Linked DNA regions of Mus musculus: region 2 is linked to region 1. The links are chromatin contacts, called in public Hi-C maps. All regions are on one chromosome and are shown on one strand. Each heading gives the region's core, a stretch centred on a gene start, on an enhancer-like site or on the middle of the called end of the contact. The rest is flanking DNA. Distances are from core to core; before and after follow the strand shown. Region 1 overlaps Inpp4b (inositol polyphosphate-4-phosphatase, type II). Region 2 overlaps Inpp4b (inositol polyphosphate-4-phosphatase, type II).

The links. Hi-C and Micro-C count contacts between places; a contact is called where the count stands out from the background.
Region 2: a contact with region 1 is called in a Hi-C map of CD8 T cells, with 4 times the contacts expected there. The contact joins two enhancer-like sites. A contact is called at or near these places in 1 of 39 promoter capture datasets (the C10 cell line), 4 of 15 datasets of contacts at CTCF or cohesin (CD8 T cells, the G1E-ER4 cell line, large pre-B cells and 1 more), 131 of 484 Hi-C or Micro-C datasets (the 3T3-L1 cell line, 3T3-L1-derived adipocytes, the AML12 cell line and 76 more) and 9 of 115 datasets of contacts at active chromatin or transcription factors (the 230-238 cell line, CD8 T cells, PVALB interneurons and 5 more).

The regions. Positions count from the first base shown.
Region 1 is chr8:81,799,642-81,802,517 of GRCm38.p6, reverse strand. All of the region lies in intron 7 of Inpp4b (inositol polyphosphate-4-phosphatase, type II), which reads right to left. Among named protein-coding and RNA genes, the nearest start is that of Gm25267, 350 kb to the left of the region's middle. Within about 2 kb of position 1,512, at least 13 of the 459 cell types and tissues checked have an H3K27ac peak or open chromatin away from gene starts, as enhancers often do. A contact at or near this core is called in CD8 T cells and regulatory T cells, where this site is marked.
Region 2 is chr8:81,477,757-81,480,632 of GRCm38.p6, reverse strand. All of the region lies in intron 2 of Inpp4b (inositol polyphosphate-4-phosphatase, type II), which reads right to left. Among named protein-coding and RNA genes, the nearest start is that of Gm51582, 140 kb to the right of the region's middle. Within about 2 kb of position 1,517, at least 6 of the 459 cell types and tissues checked have an H3K27ac peak or open chromatin away from gene starts, as enhancers often do. A contact at or near this core is called in CD8 T cells and regulatory T cells, where this site is marked.

The DNA.
Region 1 (2,876 bases), core at 263-2,762:
TCTACCTTGCTTTGTGAGGTACTAGAAAACAACTGTAGGCTATTGGGCAATGGAGGGAAATAAATGAAGTATTTCCAGGAGATGTAGTCTGGCCACAGAGAGTAGGATTACGTGCAGAGGAAACGAGTGGTCAGGAAGGAGAATCAGTGATTGTCTGCTACAATAAATTACATGAGAAGAAGGCATGGGGTAAAATGGCAAACTTCAAAACTGCTAGGTGAAAATGCAGGGAACACTGGGATATAGAAAAGACAGGGAATTTCTGAAAAGGATGAACAGGATTGCATTGAATTAGAAGAGGCTTTAGAGCAAGAAAATTCCAGAATAAAGAAACATCCTACAGAATAAGAGGAAAAATTCCAGTTATACATATAACAGGGAATTAGTATCCAGGATCAATAAAGGTCTCACAAAGTTAGAAGCACACAAAATAAAAATATCCATCCCATGATAATGGTCATTTAAATCCCCTATAATTTTATACTAATACAAAATATTTTGCAGTGAGATTTCTGGGAGACGGAGGTAAATATAGTTAATAACATTGTAATTATCTGAATAAGTTTTTATAAATCCTGAAGTCCTGTCCTAAATCCATGCATATCACATTTAAATGATACCACAACAGAATTCAAATTCAACATGTGCAAATTATATTGAAGTAAAGAAAGAAGATTACTCACAGGCTGTGCAAGGAGACATTCTTCCGACAAATCAGAGAGCCCACCTAACCACACCAAGAGCTACAATAAATGAAATCTCAATAGACCGAACTTTATAAAGACAGAATTCTTAAATCAATCTGCACACTGGAATTTGTTAGTAAGTTTTCTCTTTTTAATCTGCTGTACTCATTTTATGCCAGGTAAAAATATGCAGAGGAAAATATCAAGACTTGCTTTTTTTTTTTTTAACTCTCATTACTTTTGAGAATCTCCAGGTGACTCTAACACAGCCAGAGTTAAAAGTCAGGTTGCACAATGGGATTCACATTCCAAAATCTGAGAACCAGAAGGAGACCTCACCATGCAGGTTGGGAATCTGTGCTTCAGCTAGAGACCCAGTGGTAAAGTTGTTATGTCTCAATGAACAATACTCAGAGGGCTGTGGTACAGCCATTGGAAAGCCCTCATTTGCTGGAACAATCAAGTTAGGAAGTAATCTAGTCTTTTCAGATAACACCCATGTCTAATGGACATTCTGACCTTTTCACTGCAATGGTTCATCTGGCTGGAATTGTGAAAATCAGTTCAGAAACCATTACAAAAGAATTCTGTCCTATGGAGGAACTTATACAATGATGAATGGCTGGGATTGTCACGCCTTTACCCCATGTGCATATCATGCACTGCACTTAGAAATAACCACTGATATTATAGCTTCAATAGTCCTTCTGACATTACTTCAAGAAACAGTAAAGAACAATGGTTAAAAAATAGGTTTTGGAGCAAGGCTTCAAGGGAAACCTTGACTCATAAAAATTAGTCATGCAACATTAGCTTCTCACTGAATGGTACCATGCTCAGGTTTCTCTTTTGTCAAGTAGGGAACTATGATCACAGTACCTCCCCTCACACTGTCATCATGGATATGGCAAGAAAAATAGGGATGTATGATTGTGAGCTAAGCACTTGGCAAAGGATCATATACATTACTGATAACCCCAGCTCATACTGGAATCAGAACTGGTAAGCCAGTTCCCACCAACCTCACATGTCTGAATTTTGTGTTGTCTGGAATTCCTCCCAGTTTCAGGAGTCAAACTCCTTTGCTTTGTCTTTACCATAAATATCTGTTCTGAGGGAAAAACAAAACTCTTAAACCTTTGACCGGAAAAATGTACAAATTCCATATAGCTCAAAAAAGATATTAAATTGCTTTTATGTCCATTGCTGTCACTATCAACAAATTACATTGAGGCATATGAATTTAAAAGTAAAATGTGGATTATGTTTACATTGGTTATAAACCTCAATTTCTTTTAATTTAATGTTTTTTCAAGGCGCTTGGGATCTTGGAGCCCTATAATCTATTTCAATAAGTTGTTGAGTTAAAATAACTGTCTCAGCAAGAAATTCTTTTTCATGTCAAAGTTTACTCAGTCATGATGAACTTTAATCCCATTTTTTCTCTAAGTTTGTGTTTTGTGCCCATTTAGAAAAATGGCAAAGTGGCAGCTACTATGATCTAACCCCCATTGCAGGAAGAGCATAAAACCTAAAAACTGTCTGGGAACCTTGAGATTTGTTTCCCATTGCACTAAATGTCATATGAACGAGAAGCTTTTAAAGAACGCCAAACAAAGCATTCTGAGAGGAATTCTAACAACAGAATTGATCCCATTATAGATGATGTGTTCACAGTCCTGACATCAACTATGTAAATTCTGTCTCTATGGGAAGATTCATATAATAATAATGAATACACAGGAGATAATTGTGAAAATAACAAAAGAAAGAAAGAAACAAACAAAACCACTGTTTTGAAGGATGAGTGCAAAGCCAATCCAGCAGGTATAATCATAAAAATTGGGTCAAATCATAAAAATTGCTCACTTATGATTTTCAATACTATTTAGCAATCTATTTTGTCTTTAAGAAAGAGCTTATCACCTAAAACCATTTGGTCTTTTACCAGACAGAGAAATATTATTGTCAAAGTGTTTCCAAATCTTCACTGTAAAGGCATTTAAAACCAGGGAAATTCATGGGAACCTACTCTGAAAGTTCATTTGAGAGATTCATATTCCTCAGCACTACTTTTATTGAAAGTCAACTGTAGTTATGATACAGTAGAAATAATTAACACTAAAATCCTTCTCTAGCCTGTGAGGAATTTAGGTCATTCCGTGGATAGGATAATGTCTATGTTAATTC
Region 2 (2,876 bases), core at 268-2,767, 320 kb after region 1:
ATCAAATACCACATGTCCTCTGGGAAAACTAGAGACTGGGAAAGGAGGGGTTTAAGATGGAACAGAGTTCAAATAAAGACACCGGAGTCCAGCTATGGTGTAGGAGTCCCTAATTTTGTTTATCATTGTAGAGATACCAATGAATAAACATCATAGGACACACTTCACAATGACCACAGGACATGAAATTCCCAACACATAAAAACGAGGAATGAAGAAATCAATTGTATTAAATTATAATATACTGCATACATGCACTAAATTGCCATACATAACAAGAAAAGATGTAGCCATACAGTCTCAATAATGAGTTACAATTAAAAAGGAGAAATATGTACATGGATATGAAGCAAGAGTTAGCATACTGTGGAGCTAGGTTGAAATTGGCAGTATCTCTATTCCATCTACGTCATGAGCAGACAGATGGATGATAGATGCCCTATCAGATCTCAGCAATGACCTCTTTTAAGGGATTAAATAGGGGAATCACGGTTTAGGGCCATTACAGAGCCAGTAAGCTGCACACTTCGGCCCCAGGTTCAAGGTTGGCTAATGATGTGCTTCTCATGTATCCACAGCACTTGCCCCCTGTATCAAGTCCTGGTGGGGTCATTTCATGGGTCAAATAATTGGAGCATGATTTCATCACCTGTGAATATAATTAAAACTAACAGCCTCGGTGTTGGGGAAAATCTCGGCACAGTCTTCTACTACTACTAAAATGGATACGAAACTCCAGTAAACTTGATGTTTCTCTTACAAGTTAAATTAAAAACTCACAAATGAATAACTTCAGGATGAAGCAGAGGCAACTTTATATTAGAAGAGTCATTGTTAGAATTTTCTTTGAGGGAGAAATTCTCTTTATATTCTTTTAACAGCCTTTGTTGAAATGTTTTTAAATGCAACTTACATCAAAAATTTTCTGAACAAGAGAGATGGAAAGAAGTCTATTTTTTTTTTTACTATTTATAAAAACTGCTTGGTATTTGGTTGATAGACAGTCATTCAGGATAGGATCCTAGCACCAAAAATCCAAAAGATTAGACTGAGTCCTCCTAATGTGAAGTAATCTAACCAGATAAGAACTGCATCAACAAATAAATTCCATCCATTGAACACTGACAAGCTATAGTTTGTTATTAACGTCTATAAATATTTACCTACCTTGTTAAGGCCTAAATTGTGGATTGCAATTCACAGAACATATAGTTTTCCTATCTCCATGCTGTTTTGTCAATTGGTGAGAAAGCATTCACAATTAGTGTGTTGTCTTCCTAAATGTTCTGAGTTCCATGCAATAACAAAACAGATTCTGAATATCTTAGGCATTAGTAAATGAGCAGGGTACAGGTATTGGTATTCAAAAATTAATGCCACACTCTCTTCTGAGATTTGGTAGCTACAAAACACACATCTGCAATGACAATGAAAATAAAAATCCAAAGAGCCAATGCTTATGCAATACATAATGTATGCACCACAGGGCACACCTGTGGAAATGGAGGGTGTAACATCAAGTACACTTTCTGAGAAGATGTGCAGACCTTACAAGTATATTGAAATAAGAAACACCAAGAGGAAGGGTACAGTAACTTTGAGCAGAAACAAGCATAAAATAATCTCATAAGACTTTATATCTTTACAATTCTACTTTTATATTTCATTAAAATTATGAGATAAGTGTTGTTTTCAAATATGATGTTCTAATAAAGTTCCTTTTTGTGACAAGGGTCACGGAAACCCTAGGAGATTACTGCTGACACCTAGTGGCATGATGTTTAAATGCTTAATGCGCTTAAAGAGAGATGATACAGACTATGCATAGTGTATAATACATGCATACATACATACATGCATACATACACACATACACACATACATACGTATACATATATATGGAAGAACTGAATTACAAACTATTAATTTCAGTCCAGGTATTTAATTTTCAGTCAATTGAGTCTCCTTCATGACTAGTCCCTCAATATTGAATAAATTAAAACTACCATGTCTGTTAACCCTTAAGAAAACCAATTCCTTCAAATCTCCTTAGTCTTTTTCTGGATATTGGCAATGGGAACCCCAACTCATAATAAATCTACTTTAACCTCAATAGGTTTTATTTTATCCCAACTTCTCAAAGACCCAGGTTTGACATTCAGTGTTTACATAACGTAGAAGCCTTGTCTACCATCGAGCAGGGTGTGTTAAATCTCACTCCACATTCAAATGCTGGCACACCCAAAATGGCCATGAAACTGCCACACATGATCCCAGAGGATCAGATATATGACACTTGTGCATGGTAGGACAGGGCTTCTTCAAGGGTCTCTAGTATCCACATGGATGATGAGACAGAAAACACAAAAGAAACTGAAATGATTATGACATTAACCAAGACCCTACAGATAATTTCTATCAGATGCAACAATTGTGTGTGTGTGTATGTGTATATAAGAATGTGTAACAAAAGAAAGACACTCTATTTCTAGATGCACTTTTCTGCTACAGCACTACAGCACTTGGGAACACAGCAGGTAAAAATTAAATTAATAAATTAATACATAACTATTTACTTTTATTAATTTTTGTGTAAGATGTAAAACAGGAAAAGGTCACAAAAGACACTGACTTTTCTCTTAGTCCAAAGTAACTTTTCTGAGTAACTCAGGTTAGACATTTCATCAACAACATGTGCAGTGTGGCACACACAATGACAAATGCAGTGTGGCCCACAACAATGGGTGACAAGATTGGCCATCTTCCTAGGGCCCAAAGTATGTCCCACCCGTGAATTTATAAATTACTGGATTGTCAGTATGATTTTATTCTTATTGAAAATATGTGATGAAAATAGTATATGTTCTCCAGATAAG